2 separate regions of the Bicyclus anynana genome follow, and region 2 is linked to region 1. Evidence: chromatin contacts called from public Hi-C data. All regions are on one chromosome and are shown on one strand. The core of a region is the stretch at or near the end of the contact, and the rest is flanking DNA. Distances in the headings are between cores, read along the strand shown. Region 1 has its middle 35 kb from the start of LOC112047697. Region 2 holds the start of LOC112047697 (protein GDAP2 homolog).

Region 1 (3,958 bases), core at 1,196-3,695:
CTATGTTTGTATTGAAAAGCATGTGTTATGTAGGATGAAAGTATGTGTCTCCTGTCCACCCTTCTCCTAGAAGAGTGGACAGGAGACCCATACTTTCATCCTTTCAGAAAAAATACTGTTTCTGATAGATTAAAATAAGTGTACAAGACTGCCACAGACAAGCTCCAGTAGATTATTTAAAACAAAACAACATCACAATACTAAACGCTCCCTGGTTCAATAAAACAGCAGATATGCATGAATATCTTGAAACAACAGTCAAGGAAGAAATAATTAAAAACACCATAAAACACAAAGCAGACAGTTAGATGACACAAACAGTCTTGCCAAATTTCTAATAACGCCTGGCAACACCAAAAGGCTAAAGCAATCCACTGTGTAAGAGTTTTGTGGTGGACCTATGTATGACCATAACATGAAGAGCCGTTTAATGTACTTGCGACCTACAATCTAAAACACCTTTTTCTATCAAAAAATCTGTTTATAGTCGAGCGACTGTTCACTGATTGATTAAAACTAAACAAAAAAAAAAGATTTCTTAAAACATTCAAGTCAAATAAGTTTGTTGGCCGTCATATATTTATATTATCATAGTTACAGTTAAACTAGTGCAAGATATGAGAAAGGTTATTTTTGATGTAATCATAGAGGTTTTAGTTGAGTGCATACAGTGAGTGTGAGTCGGCCTGTGGGCTGTGGTGGTAACTTACAACTTACAGTTCAGCAGTCACTATACATATTGTTCACATTACTAGAAGTAATAAAACTTTACCTGAGTGGTAATTACAGACACATTAGCGGTTTTAGCAGTAACGGTACATTAATGCAAAATTATAGCTAATATGATTAGGTACATAATTATAATTAGCTAATTTTATGGAATTTTGATGCCACTGGAAACCAAATTCAGGACTACTTGCCTGCGTGGCTGGCTATACCGCTATACCATAAACCCATAATTTTCCCGGTTTCAAGTTTTCTGGCAGAAATCAACAGCACAACTGTCAAATTTCTTTTTTAAAGCAAAACCGGTTTAACTTAAAAACAGCATCAATAACTTCCGAAGTGTCTCCAGTCGATAGGTATCCTAATATCAGCTTGACATTGGCCTTCCTTCCAACACAATCAATACAGAACGTAACATACAACTTAACAAAAACATAACATATACTCACGGCAAAGAGAAGAATGGAGAAGGAAAACAGGAGCTTACACTAGCACTGAGGTAATTTTGGTTATTTTGATGCACTTTTTTCTGTTTATAGTAATTGAAAAACAGTTAAAAACACAAAGTACGAACGATCACTCGCTGGCGAGTTGCGGGCTGCGGCCGCCTCGCTGAGACGTTCATTTGACAATGACATTGATAGTTGACATTTGACACTGACAGCAATGGAAAGACTGTCAAAACTAAAATGTCTGAATGACTTCACGGTTACATTTTAAGAACAGATTATGAAATAGTAAAGAGAAATATATTTTTATTTTACAATAATGTTTATGCCTGTTTATACAAAATATATTTATTGAAGATAACGTGAACATTCTGAACTATAAAATACACCATGTAGACAGCGCCATCTAGTTGTGACAAGGATAATCCAGATGAAGGTTACGTAAGTTGTAAACTTTAAGGAATTCTGTGACTTCTGACATAGTTTACTATGTAACCGTAAGATGGTGCTAAATATTAAAAAATAAATTGAAATGGTGTTCATAAATTCAACATAATATTAATGTAATAAATTTCCATAAATTATGTTTTCAATATGACCAATATTCCCATTCTCCTCCAACTAGTCGGAAAAGACTGTGATATGAGTGGCTACGACAATAGTCCAGCGGGCGGGATCGAACCACAGATCACTATGGATCGAACCACAACCACTCGGTGAGGAGAGCCCTTTTACCATTATTGACGATTAGAGTTTAGATAAATCGGAACTTTTGGTTGATAATTCGATATTTCAAAATAATATTTATATAAAATAACCAGGAGTGGAGATTTCTCAATGAGATTCCTTCATTGAATTTTTATTCTACTGCAAGTTATAAAAAATATACCTAGGTATATTGATAATTAAACTTGCCGTCAGTTCGTTGATGACACTCCCATTATATGCGGGCGACGGCGGGAAAGACTGCGCGGGTTTGAAATCGTGCGTGGATGTGAGGTGCATCAGTCGTGGGATTTTCATTCATGGCTACACGCCTCCCGGCCCGCGCGGACCATCGGCAGTGACACGAACGAAGTTGCCAAGCTATAAGCTCCAAGTTGCTGACCTTTATAGATTTATGTTAATGATCATGTTATCAATCAAAAATAAAAACCAAAATGTTATTTTATTGTAACGGGTTTCATGGTGACATTAGTGAAAACATACACGTCGAATCTGTTACAGAAGGCGTCGTACTGGTCGTACGCCATCTTGGCGCCGAGGAACGAGACGGCGAACAGGCTCACGAGCAGCAGCGCGCACAGCGCGGGGCAGAGCGCCGCCCCCCGCCGGCGCCCGCGCCGCGAGCGCGCCGAGCCGTGCTCGGAGTCCGACTCGGTGAGCGACGACTTCTTGCTCATTGCTTACTGGACATACACATATTTATATTGTAGGTACACATGCATAAAGTGATGTTAATAGTGTGATCTGTGGCTGTAAGTCTTGCAAAAATATTGTGACTTGTTAACATCATTTTTCGACTTAGGAATCCGATTGTGAAGTTTCAAAAACTAACTTTTGTAAGAGTCAAGTGTTTCCCTCCTCTGCCAGCTTATCGATAGATGTATCACAATTGGAGTAGGTATAGACGTACACATACATGCATACATAACACAGGTTATCACTGCAAAGTGGAGAAAAAAATAAAACAAAACTTTCCGGGGAATCAGTCACCTTTTGAAGTCGGATAAATTTGAAACCGTTGTATTGTAGCCGCAGAACCCTGTGCGAGATCCGAGTCCGACACACACTTGGCTGGGTTTTATTCTAACGCTTAGGCACCTACCGAAGATTCTCAAGTGTAATTCAGTCATAATTACCTGTCAGTACTATTATTTAATTTGCCGAAGGTAATACTGACCTCATACCTAACAAAATCAAGAGTTCGCTCTCCACTGCGGCCAAACTAGTTCTTCAAAGTGTATTTAAAGCTAAATAAAAAGTAATAAAATATCCTGTTTTGTATTATTAATTATCAATTGATAAGTTGACGCTAAAATGACACACGAATTGACACAAAAAACATGTAAAAAGTAGGAAAGTAGGTATAAATTCATGGAGTCTTAATAGATATCTAATAATAATCAATAAATTATTATCATTGTACCCCTAAAATGCCTAATATTTTGTACATTTTATCAGGTTTTATCTTTATAAGAATTTCCAAAACTTCTGAAATTTAGTCATTTCCATGTATTCTTTCTACATCTATTAAGTACTTATATAAAATTTCCATGGCTTGATCGATTCTTATGAATTTTTTTATGAATATTCAGTACGTCTGAGAATCAGCAATTATCTATTTTGAAACCCCTAAGTAAAAAGGGGTGTCCAGGGTCCACCCCAAAAATTATAATGAAAAGGCAAAACAGTATTGGGTGGGATAGCTTCGGTAGTTAGGGGTAGGGCATGTTAAGTTTAGGGTGGGAGTAGAATAGGATAGGGGTAGGAAATGAGATAAAGCGAAGCTAGTTTATTATACAAAGCACCTCAACTATTTGGGAACGCACCGAATGCACTTTCAGCTGGCAGATTTTAAGTCACAACATAAAATACCAATGATGTGCTTACATTTAATATTTGTCTATTGTCTATGTGAAATTCAGTGCTAAGCTACACAAACTTTTAATATTGCCTAAGTTTAATTATAGAAATGAGAATAATAATTCTTAGTTATAATAGTGTTTGCCAGCGTTACGCTAGGTCTGTTTGTTACCGTCTTGTATTTGATGACTGTGGTC
Region 2 (3,698 bases), core at 962-3,461, 36 kb before region 1:
AAAAATCTACACGATAAACTACAATTACAATACAATTATTCACACAATATAAGAATTATAATAAATTATAATTTAATTTTTGCATATATTTGTTTTATTTTAGTGTACTAAAGCGTTTTATTATTATTATTATGCATTTATACATATATACATATTATACCTACTGGTAAAAAACCATCGCATGGATTTATGGAAATCCGGACAATTGAATTAAGTATATTTTATCTCTCATTTATTTGTTAACACTTATTTTCTTCCTTCCTCTAATATAATATAGATTATGATTTTAACCTCTTTCTTAATCTACATTATATAAGAGGGATAAGAAACACACAGTACGTGTTTCTTATCCCTCTAATATATTATTTTTTTTTTTCAATAGAAATAAATGACAAAGAACGAACAGAGACAAAATGTAAGCCGATTGAACGTCGGTGGAATAAAGCAGAACTGGCACTGAAATAACTCGAAGGTCACCGTTCGTAGAGGACGCCTGTTACGGCATCATACCCGACATTTTACTGTCCCGCGAAAATGGTACGCATTATTTGGTATCGACTGTTGTGTTATACAACAACTTTGCAAATACTGCAGAGCTTTGTGCCTTCAACAAGAAAAGTATTTGTGAGAGCGCGCCACCACACACTCCACATTCCTCATCCATTTCCCTGTCGTCGGACCATTTGGCTGGAGGGCGGTCTCCACTGCAGAACACGTCTGCCCCAACGGACATCTATTCTGCGACAAAATATGGCCCGCCCACTGCCACTTCAGTTTGCTAATCCTTTGGGCTACGTCGATTAATACAAAAACATTACTATAACGAGACTCTACCAAACCAAATACTTGTACAGTTTTTTATTCTGGTACGAAACAACCGTCGACAAAATGTTGACTAAGAGGCAAATACACATGGTAAAGTAGTAGCGTCCTTGAGCTACTAAAGTTTTAGTCCTCTCTCTCAGAACAGTAGGAAAGTTAAAATTTAGTCGTGTTGGTTGTTAGGTTTTATTTTATACGACGAGATAATCCTCGACTGCGGAGCATCTGATGCTCAGTGACAATGTTAAGATATGTTGTTTTGTCGAGCTCTCGGAAAAGTAGAATTGAATTCAAACTTTGGGTGAAAATTATTTTAATTAATTTTATTATAGGTTTATTTCCAAGTTTCACAACTGTGATTTGATCCTACCACCCACCTGTCCACCCTAATGATCACTGTCGCCAACATGAAAGTTCACTATACTTGAAAGAGGTAGTTTACCGCGATTTTAATATTATTTATGGTTTTATGGCAATGGTGATATCTATCTTTGCTATGTTACTATTCCTTTATAATTTTTCAATTGAGTCACTTGCCATCTTATCACTGCGAGGACCATTGTCACTTAACATAAAGGTTACTTGGTGAACAAACCTCGGGCTCGGGCTACTGAGAATTTAAGTTCTTTGTGACGTAACGTAATTGAGTTGTCACTTGTCAGGTCTTAACCAATGACGTAACCGCGTAATGACGAAGTGACGTTGATTTTTAATAATCCAAATAAGATAAATATTTCAAGCTACGTTCCTATCAGGAAATCAAAACTTCGATATTTTTATATCTTGTTTCGTCAACGATATTAGGTTGCATTATTTTAAAGGTCAATTCAAATCGATAAGTATAATTCAAGATCTCTAAAAATGTATACTCTTTACAAATTCCTGTTGTGTTATATATATAGTCGGCTTATATTTATTAATACTTAAGTTACATAATTTTAAAGCTCTCAGCATTATTACTTATCCTCTATACTAAAGTAAATAATCTCACACCTACTTGCGTATTTGTTGGTGCTTTAACCCCGCCAACTCACATTCGCGCAACGTGAAGGGTCAAAGTTCTACATTCTTATTGCTCTATGACTAGTGGGTGGGACATCATTTAAACTTATTTAATAGAAATGAATGATAAAAATTTAGTAATTATAATCTATTTAAGTACTTGTATTGTATTGATACATTTGACTGATAGTTATGTAACAATAGAATTACATAAATTCTAAATAACATTTACTAGAATATTAACATCTACATTGCATGCTTGTACAAATGGTAAATCGTACCTATAACAGTCATTACGAAATGGCACAAGCTCGCACTGGGTTAAACTTTTGTCAAATTACAACGCTCCGCAAGTTACGTCCACCGCGGGCGGCGGGCGCGGAACAAGTGACCTCGGGCGGGTGGCGCGCCCCCGCTGACGCGGCGGGCGGGGGTGGGGGATGAAGGCCGTGACGTCACGCGGTCGACGAACCCCGGAAGTGGGTCATGGGACCGCGCTGGTCGATCTGCAGCCCACCGTAATAAAGAGCATCCGACCCATTGCGAGATTCAGATAGTACGGAGCTTTACGAGATTCGTTGTATAGCATACATGCTCTGTGTTCTGCCAGTACGTAGCGTACCCTCTGATCTCTTTTATTTAAAGTGGTATATTATGTATCCAAGTATATACCTACCTTACCTTGTACCTTGGTACCTTGGATTTTATTGACTGTATTCAGTGAAGGCCACACCGCGATTCCCAACGGACATTGCAAATGTAGATTGAAGGCTTATATACGGCTTCGCTTAAACACTTTTCCCTTTGTTCCAACTATCGGATAAATGTACGTTCAAGAATTTCAAAAATGTTACCTAAGGTTAAACAGAGTATACCTACCTACTTTCATGCTTTCATGAAAAGTATACTCTGTAATTTTTCAAGTTAAATTCACGGGAATTGGTAAAAAAACTTTAAAATGTGAAATATGATAAGTAATCTTGCAGATGAAGTCGCGGGCATTCCATTTAGGATATACTGTATACATTTATGGTAAAACGCCCCAATTCAACAAATCGTTCTAGGAGTTAAACGCTTTCTAAGCTTACCACCTCCCGGCTGCGACAGTCGAGCACACGGTACCGCGTCGCAAGTTATCACCGGGTTTCACTATGATGTGTATAAAAGTTTTTGCAGCTGTCTAACATCCGTGAATTTCCGCATGAGTTATGTTTAATGGTTATGCTAAGTGTTAGCACTCGACACTCGTCGATGCAACCGTCATCGTCATGTAACTGGTCAGTCACCACGCGCCAGTGGCAATGAACAAGAAACAACTCGTACACGGCATGCTAGGAAATAAGTCCGACAAAGTCCTGCCCTGTGTTCATCAATCTGAGACGTAATAAATGTAGTTACACACCGGCAACATCTCTTCAGAGTAGAAGACAACTTTAATGCTTGGCGGCAAAATTAACATAGTAGAAAGGAGAGGCATGGCTGATATGACAATATCCCAAGTATTCTGACATAAAACAATAAGTTTAATCCTTACATACAATCGCGTGACCTCACCGGCACCATGCGCACGCGCACGCAAACACAACAATGAAGCCATCGTCGTAAATGTTACGACAATGGATAATCCGTACACAATGGGGAACAAGATCATCTGTTTGTTTGTCATTTGCACGACAATAAAACATATCGCTTCGTATATCCGCGCTATATCGTTGATTAGTCTACAATGTCTGGGGACCGAGCTGCGCTCCGTGTCTCTGAGGAAGAGGGGATTTGTAGTTTCCATAAGCCAAGATTAAGCCATCTTGGCTTATGGAAACTACAAATCCCCTCTTCCCTCTCCCTCAGTAGGGAGGCTTGGACCTGTAGTGGAT

The links. Hi-C and Micro-C count contacts between places; a contact is called where the count stands out from the background.
Region 2: a contact with region 1 is called in a Hi-C map of whole larva, with 2.5 times the contacts expected there. The contact joins the promoter of LOC112047697 here to the enhancer-like site in region 1. A contact is called at or near these places in 2 of 2 Hi-C or Micro-C datasets (whole body and whole larva).

Annotation. Positions count from the first base shown.
Region 1 is chr12:17,242,073-17,246,030 of ilBicAnyn1.1, reverse strand. No RefSeq gene overlaps it. Among protein-coding and RNA genes, the nearest start is that of LOC112047697, 35 kb to the left of the region's middle. Within about 2 kb of position 2,445, at least 8 of the 8 cell types and tissues checked have open chromatin away from gene starts, as enhancers often do.
Region 2 is chr12:17,277,941-17,281,638 of ilBicAnyn1.1, reverse strand. LOC112047697 (protein GDAP2 homolog) reads right to left here and starts at 2,211. Exons shown (of 12, transcript XM_052884827.1): 1 at 2,106-2,211. The coding sequence starts at 2,118.